2 separate regions of the Anser cygnoides genome follow, and region 2 is linked to region 1. A link is a contact called in public Hi-C data. All regions are on one chromosome and are shown on one strand. Each heading gives the region's core, a stretch centred on a gene start, on an enhancer-like site or on the middle of the called end of the contact. The rest is flanking DNA. Distances are from core to core; before and after follow the strand shown.

Region 1 (6,971 bases), core at 1,880-4,379:
GATGGTGAGGGTGGGGGGCTGGGGGGGCTGCGGCTGATTGGGGGGGCAGGGGGGGGAGCAGGGCCACGACCCCCCCCCCCCGCAGTGGCGGCAGCTGCCACCCCTGGGTGTCCCCACGTCGAGGTCGTGTCCCGGTGGCACCTCGGGGGCGCCCTGGGGCAGTGGGGATGTGCCCTGGGGGCGCCAAGGGGACACCGTGGTGGCACCCTGGGGACACCCCAGGCACTGGTGACAGCCCAGGGACACCCAGGATGCCCCCCGAGGACACCAAAGGGGCACCCTGGTGGCACCCTGGGGACACCCCCAAGCCCTGGTGGCACCCTGGGGACACCCATGGCCTGGTCTGGGGACGCCCTGCAGACAAACCCGGACGTGCCCTGGGGACACCCAGCGGGCTTTGTGGTGGCACCCTTGGGACACCCTGGAGACCCCCAGGACCCACCCTAGGGACACCACAGGGACACCCCAGCGTCCCCCAGGACCTACTCCGGGGTCCCCCAGGACCTACCCTGGGGACACCCCAGGAACCCCCCAGGGACCCCCAGGACATATCCAAGGGACCCCCCAGGGACCCCCAGGACTTATCCCAGGCCCCCCCCCAGCCCCCCTTTTCCCACCCCGCTGCACCCCCCCCGGTTTCCCCATCCCACCCCCGACATTTCCACGCGCAGGGGCCGGCGCCCGCCGCGGTCACCGGGGCACAAAGGGGGCTCTGTGGGCGCCGGGGGCGGGGGGGGGACGGACGGACGGACACGACCAACCGGCATCATGTGAGCCCCCAACCCTGGCGCCGTGTCACGGGGCCGGTCACGGGGCCGTTTGATCCCTGCCCCGCGGGGTCCCCGCACCCTAAACCCGACCTCCCCCGGCACCGAGCACCCCCGCGCTGACCCCGGTGCCCCCCCCCCCCCCCACCCCGGACCCCGCAGGTGATGCGGCGCGCGCTGTTCCCGGGGGACTCGGAGATCGACCAGCTCTTCCGCATCTTCCGCACGCTGGGCACGCCGGACGAGGCCGCCTGGCCCGGCGTCACCGCGCTGCCCGACTACAAGCCCACCTTCCCCCGCTGGGCGCGCCAGGATTTGGGCAAGCTGGTGCCGCCGCTGGACGAGGACGGCCACAAGCTGCTGGCGGTGAGCCCCCCTCCCCAAGCCCCTGAGGGGGGTGGGGGGCACCTGGGGGGGGCCGGAGAGCCTCACACCGGTCTCCCCCCCCCCCTGTTTTTCTTCCCCGGCCCGCAGCAAATGCTGCACTACGACCCCAACAAGCGCATCTCGGCCAAGGCGGCGCTGCGCCACCCCTTCTTCCACGACGTCACCAAGGTGGTCCCCAACCTGCGCCTGTGAGCGGGGGGGGGGGGGGGACACAGGACAGGGGACCGCCCCTCTGTCCGTCCCCCCCCCCCCCCCCCCCCCCCCCCGCAAGAAGAAGCCCGCAGCACCACGCGCGGAGGTGACGGCACCGGCTCCGGGACCTCCCCACCTCCCCCCCCCAGCTCTGGGACCCCCCCCCCCCCCGAGCTCCTTGCTGGCCCCCCAGGACTGCTCGGGGCAGAGCCCCCCCCCCCAAGGACACAGCCCCCCCCCCGGAGAGGAGCCGCCCCCCCCAGCCAGGGACAGGAGCCCCCCCCCCCCCCCCCCAGCGGCCCCCCCTCACCCTGGTCTCGGCACTTACGGCCCTGCCGGGGGGGGCCCAGCGCCTTCATCCTCCTCCTCCTCCTCCTCCTCCTGTTCCCGCAGCGCGGTGTTGGGGGGGGGGGACACCCCCTGCGTTGCGTGCCCCCCCCCCCCCCCCCCCCCCCCATTTTGTCGTGCCGCGGGGCGTCCCCACTGCCTTTTGTACCCGATAAAGCTCCGCGTGCAGCGCCACCGCCTCTGCTCGGGGGGGTCTGCGCCTGCCCCCCGCTGGGGGACCCCCGGAGTGTGGGGCCCCCCCAACCCCCCCTGTATGTGCCCAGCCCCCCCGTGTCTATAGGGCCGCTGTGTGGCCACCCCGCGTGTGCCCCGTGGGCCCCAGCCGCTCCCGCGGGGCCCTACAGGCCCGTACGTGCCCCGCAGACCCCACAGGTCCCGTCCGTGCTCCCCAGTCCCTTTAAGTCCCTTTGTGCCCCCCCCCCAGGTTCCCTACGTGTCCCACAGGTCCCTATAGGGCCTACGTGCTCCCTGCAGTCACTGTAGGGCCCGTACGTGCCCCCCAGGTCCGTATAGGGCCTGTATGTCCCTCATGGTCCCTGTAGGGCCTTTACGTGCACCCAGGTCCTTATAGGGTCCGTACACATGTTCCCGTGGTCCCTGTAGGGCTCAAGTGTGCATTCAGAGGGACCATACATCCCCCAGAGTCCCTAGAGGGCCCATACATGACACTCAGTCCCTATAGGTTCCATATGTTCACCATAGTCCCTATAGGGCCTATATGTGCCTTGTCTCCATAGGTTCTGTGTGTCCCCCGAGTCGCTATAGGGCCCAAACACATCCCCAGGTCGCTATAGGGTTCATACATCCCCCCAGGTAGGTTCCTACAGGGCCCATACTGGTCCCTATAGGCCCCATATGTGACCCCAGGTCTCCATAGGGCCCATATGTCCCCCCAGGTAGGTCTCTGCAGGGCCCACATCGGTCCCTACAGGCCCCATAGGTGACCCCAGGTCCCTATAGGGCCCATACACATCCCTAGGTCCGTATAGGGCCCATATGTCCCCCCACATAGGTCCATACGGGGCCCACACCAGTCCCTATAGGCCCCATACACAACCCTAAGGTCCGTATAGGGCCCATACACGGCCCCAGGTCCCTATAGGACCCATACGTCCCCCTAGGTGGGTCCCTACAGAGTCCATACTGGTCCCTATAGGCCCTATAGGCGGCCCCAGGTCCCTATAGGGCCCATACAGATCCCCAGGTCCGCATAGGGCCCATATGTCCCCCCAGGTAGGTCCCTACAGGGCCCACACAGGTCTATGGGGTCCATACACGCCCCTATAGGCCCCCCACACGACCCCCGGGGGTCCCCGCAGGCCCCCACGTGACCCCCGCTCCCCGCAGGGCCCCATTGGCTGCGCTGCGCGGGGCGGGGGCGCTGACGCGCCGTCCTCCGCCCCGATTGGCCGAGCCGGGAGGAAGAGGCGGGCCCTCCGCCCCGCCGCGCGGCGCCGATTGGCGGAGCCGGGCCGCGATCCCGCCCGGGCGGGGAGGGCGGGGCCCAGGCGCTGTTTGTGTGCTCGGGCCGCGACGGGAGCCGGGGCCGCCGCAGGTACCGGGGGGGCCGGGCCGGGGCCGCGACCGGAACCGGGAACCGGAACCGGAGAACCGGGACCGGAGAACCGGGGCCTGGGGCTGACTCCGGGCCCCTCCCTGTGAGGCCGCGGCCGCCGCCGGGCCGGGGCGGGGACCCCCGGGGCCCTCCCGGTGCCGCCGCTCCTTGCCCGGCCCCGGGGGGCTCCGGGGCCCGGCTGTGCCCGGGCGGTACCGGGGCGGCACCGGGGCGGGGGGGGGGTGGAGCGCTGCCGGTCCCCAGCGGGTCCCCCCTGAGCCACCGGGGCCGGTACTGGGGGGGGGGGGGGGGCGCCCCGGCGGGGGCTCCGGTGGGGGCGGGCGGGCGGCGCTGCCCCGGCTCGGCGCTCGGTACCGGGGCCTCCGTGCGCCCCCCGGGCTGCCGGGGATGTCCCGGGGGCCCCCGCGCGCTGCTCCGCCACGGGGCCGTGCCCCCCGGTGCCCCCGGTACGCGGCTGGGGGTTACCGGCGGTAACCGGGCCCGGTGTACCGGGGGGGGGGGGGGGCGAGCCGCACGTCCCGCTCCTCCCCCCCGAGCCTCCTCCGGGCCCGCGGTTGGGCCGCAGCGAAGCCGGGTGGCACCGGAAAGCCGTTACCCCGCGGGGCTGGCGCAACCCCGGGGCCCTCCGGGGGCTCGGCCTTGGGGCCCGGTGGCTCTCGGGGCCCGGTGGCTCTCAGCCCCCCGCCGGCGGAGCTCGGCCCCGGGAAGCGCCGCCGCTCGAGCGCCGCTGCGGCACCCATGGGTACCCCCCGGTGGGCGCGGGGCCTTGCTCCGTGGGTCCCCCTCGGCCGGTGCCGGTGCCGGTCCCGGGAGCCGAGCGGCGGGTGCTGAACCCGGGGGGTGCTGGGGGCTGCGGGAGGGCCCCGGGGCGCTACGGGTGGGAGCGTGCACTCCGGGCCCCGCCAGCACCGGTGGGGAAGGGGAACTGGAGGGGAGCTGGCGGCCGGTGGCGTGCCCGGTGTCGGCTCCGCGCCGTCCCCGTCCTGCCCGCAGCTCGGCCGCTGCGCTGGTAAATCTGTGCCGGGGGACCGGAGCTCTACGAGGGGGAATGAAACGGGGGGAGGGGGGGGATAAGATTGGCCCTAAAGAAACCCCAAATCCGGCTCCCTCCAGGCCCGCGCGCTGTGGTGCTCCCCGCGTAGCGACCCCTCGGTGTCCACCGGGTGGGATGCGCCGGGGACCCGCTGGCACCGGGGGGAAACGGGCAGATAAACGGGAGGGATATATAAAAAAAAAAACAACAAAAACAACAACAACAAAAAAAAACCCAAACCGGGCTGAGGAACTTGGAGGCCGGGCCGGGAGTTTGTCTGCAGCCCCTCCTCGGGGCGGGGAGGGAGGCGAAGCAGCCGAGGAATCTGCGCGCCGCAGCCGGAGGGAGCAGCCCCGCCTCCCCCCCCCCCCATGCGGGGCTGCCCCGAGGAGCTGGGGGGGGGGGGGGCTCCCGGGACCCCCCCTGATGTGAGAAGGGGGCTGCCAGGAGCGCGGCCCGCGCCGAGCCTGCGTTGGCCGCGGGAGCTGCGCCTCGTGGGGTGCGGCGCGTCCGCGCCGTGCTGACTGCTCTGCCCCGCTCCGTTCCCCTTCCAGCACTGCCCAGCAGATCGGACGCCAGCGCCCCGCTCCGTGCCGCGGCGTCGCTGCCTTCCCGCTTCGCAGGGCGCGCGGCGCAGCAGCAGCAGCAGCAGCAGCCCGGCCATGACCAGCAGAGGAGCTGCCAGGCCGAATGGGCAGGCCCAAGCTAGCAAAATCTGTCAGTTCAAGCTGGTGCTGCTGGGTGAGTCGGCGGTGGGGAAATCCAGCCTGGTGCTGCGCTTCGTCAAGGGGCAGTTCCACGAGTACCAGGAGAGCACCATCGGGGGTGAGTCGGCCGGCGGCGCCTGCCCGCGGGGCGCTGCGGTGCCCGGGAGCCAAGCGCTGGGGCCTCGCGGGCTCCCGCAGCCGCCGTCTGCGCGCGTTTTGCCTCGCGCCAGTTTTATTTCCTTCCGACGCGGGCCAGCGTTGGGCCCTGAGCTCGTGCTGGCGGCTGCGATCCGCGGAGAAGCCGCACGAGCGCTTTTGGGGAGAGCCCTGCCCCGCGTCCTCCTGGCGGGGCCAGGCTCTCGCCGCAGTCCCCACGCCTCGGCTGCGGTCTCGCAGCGGCGGTGCCGTGGGGCACGTGGGGCCTGCAGCCGGGGCAGGAGTCCCGCCGGTCCCCCAATAAGCCCCGCCGCTCACCTGGAGCAGCTGCGTGTGCTCCCAGCACGTTGTGGCAGCATGCGAGGGGCCGTGGGCTCCCCGCAAGCCCGGCTCCACGTCCCCCCGGGGCCGTTCGGGTGCAGGCGGGGTGCCGGGGGGCCGGTCGTTGGACGCTAATGCTCCCCTCCCTTCGTCCCTCCCTCCAGCGGCGTTCCTCACACAGTCCGTCTGCCTGGACGACACAACGGTGAAGTTTGAGATCTGGGACACGGCCGGGCAGGAGAGGTACCACAGCCTGGCCCCCATGTACTACCGGGGCGCGCAGGCGGCCATCGTGGTCTACGATATCACCAACCAGGTGAGGGCCCCGGGGCGGCGCCGCAGGCAAGGGGGGTGGCTCGGTCCCTGGCGGGGGGTCCCGGTGAGGTGCCCGCCGGCGCTGCCGCCACCGGATTCGGCCTTGAGCCCCCGCCTCTGCTCGCAGGAAACGTTTGCGCGGGCGAAGACATGGGTGAAGGAGCTGCAGAGACAAGCCAGCCCCAGCATCGTCATCGCCCTGGCCGGCAACAAGGCCGATCTGGCCAGCAAGCGCATGGTGGAGTACGAAGTAAGTGCCGCTCCCGGGCTCCTCGGGGCCGGGGCCGGTTCCCCCCCCCCGTGCCCGCAGCCGCGCTGGGCGGCCGCCGACCCCTCAGCCGGGCGCCGGTGTCTCTTCCAGGAGGCGCAGGCCTACGCAGACGACAACAGCCTGCTGTTCATGGAGACGTCGGCCAAGACAGCGATGAACGTGAACGATCTCTTCCTGGCCATCGGTGAGCCGGGGGGGCTGCGGGGGGGCCGAGCCGGGCTGCGTGGGGCAGAGCTCCCGGGGGTCCTGCCCCATGGCGGCTTTGCGGCAGAGCCGGTGAGCGCAGGGGGAGCTTTTCCCCCCCCGGGAAGCATGGGGGCAGCCGGGGTGTGCCCGTGTGGGTGCGTCCCCATGGTGCTGAGCAGCTCCTGACGCCCCCCCCTGCCTGTTTGCCCCCCCCCCCCAGCCAAGAAGCTGCCAAAGAGCGAGCCCCAGAGCACGAGCGGCGCGGCGGGGAGGAGCAGAGGCGTGGACCTTCACGAGCAGAGCCAGCAGAACAAGAGCCAGTGCTGTAGCAACTGAAGGGCGGCCGGCGGCAGCGGCCCGCGGGCAAGGAAGAGCGAAGCCGTTAACGTCCCCCCCCGCCCCCCCCCGTCCTCCACGCCCCCCTCCGTACCGGCACACCGAGACCCGTCGGAAGCAGCCCCCCCCCCCCCCCCCGAGCTCCGTCTAACTGCACTTTTTAACGCTTCAGAGCCGCTGCCGGAGCCCCGTTACCACCCGACGGCCTGGAACCAGATCCACCGGGGACTTAACTTCCAGAACCGAACTCTTCTTCACTTTGTATGATAGGTGCAGAGAGCGACCGAACTCCCCTTCTGCCCCCCCCCCGCGCCCCCCCTCTCCCGCCTCCCCCTTTGCTTTGGTAAATCCTGCTCTCGGTCCCGCCGGGGACGCG
Region 2 (6,971 bases), core at 2,734-5,233, 490 kb after region 1:
TAAGGGGTCAGTTGGCTCCAGATCCTACTCACCTCCAGGTCACCAGTCCCCAGCCAGTCCCCACTCCTGAGCAGGGGTAGAGATCAGAGAACGGACCATATCCAAGTGATGTTTCTCCTTCACAACTGGCATGAGTTGAGTTGGGAGTCTTAATCCAGCTCCTCAAAAGCCAGGTGGCTGTCTCCAGCAAAGCAGCATCACTGCAAGCAACCTGTTGAGATCCATCCTCACTTGTGCAATCCCTGGAGGCTGAAGTAATGGTTTACTATCCAGTGAAGCTGCCATCAAACATCACACTGTGCCAGCTTGGTGGACAGAGAAAAAAATAATCAGTCTAATGTCTTTCCTCATCATCTAGACTGTCGAAAAATACCCTCATATTTGCAAATATACACATACACACACACTGGAATAAGCTTCCGAAGTTTCCGTGTACATAGAATCCACCCTTATATTCCAAGGAAACAGGAATGAACAGGGGGAAGTCTTTAGAAATAAATGTTTAATAGCGCGTTGAAAATACAAAGAGCTGTGGATGGGAGAAGCGAGACCCTACGAGAACATCTGTTGGGGAAAAAATTCAGCAAGCCAACTGCAAACTACTGAATTGTCATTCAGTAAGGAAGGAAGATTACTGCAAGTATCCTTGGTACGATTGAACGGAGAATTTCTAGCGTGAATTCAAGGAGAAGGACACGGAGGTTACGCCAGTCAGCCTTAGTAGCCTACAGGTGTCAAACAGGACAGAAAAACAGAGCAAAAGGAATCGGAACTACCCGAAGTTACTACAGGGAACCAGACCCCCAGGTCTCAAAGGGAGATGGAGAACAGGTCGAAGCAAGAGGTGAGGCGAGATTCTCAGCAAGTACCAGTGAGAGAAAACCAAACTGAGACCAGCCACACATGGAGTTTCTTTGCATGCTGTCAGCGGGAAAAGGAACACCAAGACAAAGACTTGGAACCAGCAAGGGCGCAGCATTTTGCTCTGTACGTGGGCAGGCGTTTGCTTTTGACGAGCAGATGAGGTCCTACAACACACTTCCATTGCTCCTCATGCAGATGGAAGAAAACAATTCTTGTACATGGCAGTGATATGGGATATCTGTGGACTACGTCCCGCTCTCCTCTCGAGTATTTTCCTTTTAACACCAGCCAGTGTCCCCAGCACGGCTGGCAGGTAAGGGCAGCTCTGCTGCTGCTATTCCCCAGGTTTTGAAGCAGCAGCCACAAAACTCTGCCAAAGGGTTTCCCTCCCTTTTGCTACCGTTAGGATATAATTCTTCAGCCTATCCTTTGTTTGGTGATAAACAGACACCAAAGCCTGGCAATGTTTCCAGCTCCCCAAGCAGGTTATCTTCCTTTACCAGCACTTCTTTTCAGTACTCTTCTTCCGCTTTTTAAACTTTGACTTTGCTCCACAACCGAAGACAGACAGTAATCTGCATCTACTCAGCAACACGGGCAGGACTAAGGCTAGCTTTGTGTTTCCAGCTCCCGTCACATCTGAATCCTCTTCAGCTGTGGTTCAGATTCTGATGGATCACTTTGAACAAACAGAGGCTGCAAAAGCAGCAGAAGCAATAATAAACTCAGGGTTTCTTTCTATTCACAATTCCAGTGGCATCCTTGAGGTCCAGGAAAAATAAAGCCTTATCCTGGAGAGTTGGAAGCTCTGCACTTAAGCAGCTTCTGCCAGAGGCTGGCTTGGTGCTCCTGACACTGAAGCTCATTCCCTTACAAACCCCACTACTAAGGCACACCTACTTGAGTTATCAGCATAAATGATTAGAAATATGCCTTTTTTCCCCCCCCCCAGACCTCTTTTGACAGCACTGAAGCCTCATAAAAGACAGAAAAGTATACAGACAGCAGGCAGGGCAGACACAGTTGAGCTCAGGCCAGTTCAGAGTCTCTGCAGCCTAACAGCTGATCACTAACAGAGCGATCCATAACAAAAGTGACAGCAGAAACCCATTAGGGTTTGCAGACCTCCCTCAATAAACCAGGCATCAACTGGCTAGAGCCTTGCCTATCGACCAGGTGTTGGCACAGGTTGGATTCTCTTCTGAAAGGCACACACCCTTCTTGTGGCTTCTGAAAGAGAAGTTATCAAGCCCCTTATAGGACCAGAGACCAGTGCAGCAGCAGAGACCCAGGCTCAGCTTCTTAAACAGAAAGAGGCCAGAAGGAACAATAACTGGAAAAGGTCGCTATCCATGAAAGATGTAATACAGAACGCAAGGAACTAAAGGACGTAAGGAAAGGGATGAAAAAGCGGTTCACAAAATGGGGGACAGAAGAGAGGTAGCAGCCCCCCCCCCCCCCCGTTACATCCACTTCCACACCACGCGAGGAGCTCACGGGGGCCACCTCCGAGCCCGTTTCAGGGGGACGAAGGGGCCCGCTGGGCGCAGCACCCGCTTACCTGGGAGACCCGCGGCCGGAACGCCGCCCCGGCAGGAGCCGGCGGCAACCCCGACGCCCGGGGGTTTTCGGAAGAACCGAACCCCGGCGCCTCCCGGCACAACGCACGGCGAGGGTTTACCCCCGCCACGCGACAGAGGCCGTGGAGCCACCGCACCACCCCCCGGGTAACCCCCAGCGCACCCCCCGCGGAGCCCCCCAGCACCCCAGCGGCTCCCCGCTCCCTACCGGCAGGGGGCCGTTAACGCTCCAGGGCCGGGTTTCGAGGCGAAGGCTCCGCCGCCGCGGGCCGGGATCCCCTCCCCGTGCTCCCGGGCCACCGAACCGGGCGGCCCGCGGCCATGGCGGCGCCGGGCCCCGCTCACCTGTTGCTGCTCCGCCTCCACCGGGAGCCGCCGCGGCCCCGGGCCGGGCGGAACCGCGCTGCCGGTGCTCCGCCGGCTGCTCCCGGTGGCGGGGACCCGGCGGGGAACGGGAGGGCGCCGCCGGGGCTCGCCCTGGAGGCTGGAGACCCGCGGCCGGGCCGGTCCCGGGGGCAGCGAGAGGGGGACCGGCCCAACGCCCCGACGGCTCCGATCCCGGTCCCGGCCCCGCTCCCTGTCTCGCCCCGCTCCCAGCCCCACGCCCCGGTCTCGCTCCCGCTCCCGGCCTCCCGTCTCCCCCGTCCCCCCGCACTCACCGGGCCGGGCCGGGCCCTGCGCCGGGCCGGGGCCGGGGCCGGGGCCGGGGCCGGGGCTGCTGCCGCCGCCGCCGCCACCCCGGGGCCGGGCCTGGGCCAGCGCGGGCCGCCCGGGCGGGGCGGCGGAGCGGGAGGGGGGAGCGGGGCGAGCGGCGCGGGGGAGGCGGGGCGGGACCGGAACGGGAAGGGAGGGGGAGGGGCGGGCGGAGGGGCGGGGCGGGGAGGGGAGGGGAGGGGAGGGGACGGAGGGCGGGCCCCTTACGCGCCGCGTCACGGCCCCGTGCGTGCCGCGTCACCGCGGCGCTCCCGCCGGGCCGCCGTTGTCATGGCAACCGGGGCGGTGGCGCCCCCTGGTGCGGGGGAGGCCTGGAGGGGGCGGGGCCCCAGCGGAGGGGGCGGGGCCAGGAGCGGGGGCGGGGCTGCCCTGACGGCCCCGCCCCCTCGCGCCCGGTGGCCCCGCCCCTCCTGGCTGGGGGGGGGCGGCCCCCCCCCCCCCCCCCCCCCCCCCGGTCTATCCGGGGGTCTCCGCGCTGCCCAGTGAAGGCCCCCCCCAGCTGCCCAGAGCCCCCCCGGCTGCCCAGTGACCCCCCCCCCCCGTCTGCCCAGAGCCCCCCCGGCTGCCCAGGACCCCCCCCCCCAGCTGCCCAGAGCCCCCCCGGCTGCCCAGGACCCCCCCCCCAGCTGCCCAGAGCCCCCCTGGCTGCCCAGGACCCCCCCAGGTGCCCAGGCCCCCCTTCAGCTGCCCAGGAGTCCCCCTCGTCTGCCCAGAGCCCCCCCTGGCTGCCCAGTGAGCCCCCCCCCACTGCTCAGGGTCCCCCCAGCTGCCCACAACCCCCCCCAGCTGCCCAAGACCCCCCCCCCGACTGCCCAGAGCCTCTCCCCCCGCTGTCCAGGGATGCCCCCTGGCTGCCCAGGATCTCCCCTGGATTCCGTGAGCAGCGCCCCGCTGCCTGGTGAGGGCCCCCCTGTGTGCCCAGAGACGCCCCCCCCCAGCTGCCCAGCAGCCCCACACCACAGGGACCCCCCCCGTCTCCCCTCAGCACACGTGGAGACCCCCACTCACGGGTGGGCTGCCACAGCTTGGGGACCCCCCCCCAGCAGTACCCCAGGGCACCGTCACGGGCCTGGCCTGGTGCCCCCCATTCACAGCCCCAAACCCCAGCTCCGAGCGGGCGCTGGCGCCCCGGGTGCACGGGCCGAGCACCCACCGCTCGGGTCCACCTTAACCCCGGGGAGAGCAGCACCCGCGGCTGCCCCGTGCCCAGGAAAGGCTCCTGTGGGATCACAGGGGCGTTTATCTCGCCCGGGATCAGCCAATATTTGTGGTCACATCGGGAAAACAAGCCCTTCCTGCCGGGTCCAGCACCACTGCCCTACCTCCGCTCTCCCGGCCCCGGCTCTGCTGTCCCAGTTTGACTTGGGCTTATCGGGACGGCTCAAGGAACCCGGTGTGCTGGGACCCCCGAACTGTCAGCTGCCGGCACCGGGGATGACGGCCGCGGTGGCTTTCCTGCTCCTGAGCCTTCTGAGGATGGCAGCTGCCAAGGGCGTGTGGTGCCCAGCCTGTGGGCTGGCGGCCCTGGCCCCTGCCACGCAGCGGGACATCCTCATCGCGCTGGCGAAGCAGAGCATCCTCTCCAAGCTCCGCTTGCCGGACAGGCCCAACATCACCCAGCCCACGTCCCGGGGCGCCCTGCTGACCGCTCTCCGCAGGATGCGGGTGCAGCGCGCCGACGCGCCCGTCGCCCCAGGGGTGCTCCGTGCCAGCGGCGGCCCTTACCCACGCCCTGTGCCGGGCGTGCAGCACTACGAGATCCTGAGCTTTGCCGAGTCAGGTGTGTGCAGAACCCCCGGGCCCTGTGGGCGTGGTGGGACGGGACCCCACGGGTGGGGGGCATGGTGGGATGCGGGGAAGGCGCTGAGAGGTTTCCTCCTGGGCACGGGTACCTTGAGAGCCCCGCGCAGGGGCGCTGAGCGCCTGCAGGCACTAACGGGCCGGCACCGAGATGCTCCGTGGCCAGAACCTTTGCACCCACGTCCTGAGCTTGCCCCGAGCAGCTCACCCCTCACCACGGGGAGGGGAAGCACCGTGGAGACCCCGAGGCTCCTCTCAGCGTTTTGTGGGGGCAAGGGGATGGGTGGGAGCAAGGACAGGCTGCGGGGTCTCGTTAAGTCGTTGTCCGTTTCTGTCGGACCTTCCCTGCTTGTGCTGGAGGTGGGTGGGTCAGGCGGCCAGGTCAACCAAAGCGTGATTTCGGGCCCCGGTTCCCCAGCAGCTCCTCATCTGGGGAGTCAACTCCAAAGCCCGTCTGCTCCCCCCGGTGTTCTTGCTACCCGAAGTGGTGGGCTGCCGCGTGGCGCTCCGGAATCAGCTGCCTCCCTGGGTAGAGAGAGCTCCACAAAACACGCTCGGGGGTCCTTTACAGGCATCACTGGAAAAGCGGGGTCCTGTACCCCCACTCCCAGGCAAATGCAGCCTTTGGAAAGAGGCAGAATAGGCCCCGCACCCCGCAGAGCATCCTCCCGAGCTGCCCAGACCAAGCTGCTGCTCGGTGAGGTGCTGGGGGGAGCATGCACCCCTTGCAGGCCTCTGTGTGTTTTCATGGCTGCTGTGGGATCTTGGGGGCTTGCTTGAAGACCCCTGGGAACAATGCTCCTCCATGGCACATTGTGTTCCTGCACGTGAGGGCAATGCGGAGATGTCTCCCAGCTCAGCAGAACATCTGCTGGAAACGAGGGAGCAGGCATGAGCCACGGGCCTGGGTCCAACCTCTTGCCCTGCTGTGCTGTGCCAGACCGCAGAGGAGGGCATTCGTCGCTCCCCCTCCTTTGTGGGGAAGCCCGGCAGCCCCAAAATGCTGCTGCTGCTGAGTGGGACGTGCAGGAGCGGGCGGTGGTTCCAGCCATGGAAAGTAGAGGTGGTGCCGGTGGCCCGAGTCGGCATGACCGCCTTAAATCCGGGGCTGGTTTACACAGCCAGATAACCTTCTCCAAAACCCTCAGCAGCTTCCCTGACAAGGGGGATCTCAGGGCAGAGAAGGTGGAGCCAGGCCGGGTTGCTGCATTAAGCGCCAGGCCCAGATGCTGCTACTTCAGAGCAGCAGCAGCAGGAGAAGCAAAGCGTGCTGGAAAGCGGGGGCCCCTTGACACCCGCGTGTCCTGCTTGCTGCTCCCTGGTTTAGACGTGCCTCCCGTCTGCTCTGCCTTGGTGCTCCCAGGCTGGGAGGCCCTCCTCCCCGTCACCTCCTGACTCTGCTTTTGGTCCTGCGCACAGGGTCCTCTACTTCCCGCAGAACCCTCCTGCATTTCCACTTCGCCCCGGAGCTCGGTGGGAGCACCGAGATCCTGCAAGCCAACCTCTACCTGTTCTGGGCATCCCCTGGCCCCGGGACACACCAGGTCACGGTGAAGCTTTTGCAGCCAGACCTGACGGGGCTGAACACGACGACGGTCAGCAAGACGTGGCTGGAGGTGCAGAGGGCTGGCTGGGCCACGCTGGATGTGGGCCGAGCTGTCCAGAGCCTCTTCAGCCAAGGGAGCCAGAGGCTGACCGTGGAGCTGGAAATGGTTGAGGACTCCGGGCCTCCCCTTCTGGCTGGCCACAGCGATTCCCACTGGCCGTTTGTGGCAGCCCAGGCCCGGGACAGGACGCCCCATCGGGTCCAGCGGCGCGGCATTGACTGTAGCGGGGACTCGCGGATGTGCTGCCGCAAGGAATTCTTCGTGGACTTCAAGGAGATCGGCTGGGAGGACTGGATCATCCAGCCAGAGGGATATCACATGAACTACTGCGCGGGGCTCTGCCCCTTGCACATGGCTGGGATCCCCGGCCTCGCTGCCTCCTTCCACACAGCCGTCCTCAACCTCA

What was found. A called contact is a pair of places that touch in the nucleus more often than the background predicts.
Region 2: a Hi-C map of liver shows a contact between it and region 1, with 2.3 times the contacts expected there. The contact joins the promoter of LOC106049825 here to the promoter of RAB5B in region 1. A contact is called at or near these places in 2 of 7 Hi-C or Micro-C datasets (both in liver).

What each region holds. Positions count from the first base shown.
Region 1 is chr32:2,972,332-2,979,302 of Taihu_goose_T2T_genome, forward strand. It overlaps RAB5B (RAB5B, member RAS oncogene family), which reads left to right and starts at 3,130. Exons shown (of 6, transcript XM_066985549.1): 1 at 3,130-3,249; 2 at 4,858-5,128; 3 at 5,652-5,803; 4 at 5,930-6,052; 5 at 6,164-6,257; 6 at 6,480-6,742. The coding sequence starts at 4,966. The coding sequence ends at 6,595. CDK2 (cyclin dependent kinase 2) reads left to right here. Exons shown (of 7, transcript XM_066985540.1): 5 at 1-4; 6 at 930-1,133; 7 at 1,242-1,863. The coding sequence ends at 1,346.
Region 2 is chr32:3,465,943-3,472,913 of Taihu_goose_T2T_genome, forward strand. It overlaps LOC106049825 (inhibin beta C chain-like), which reads left to right and starts at 3,984. Exons shown (of 2, transcript XM_013202247.3): 1 at 3,984-4,938; 2 at 6,378-6,971. The coding sequence starts at 3,999. R3HDM2 (R3H domain containing 2) reads right to left here and starts at 3,260. Exons shown (of 24, transcript XM_066985446.1): 1 at 3,104-3,260.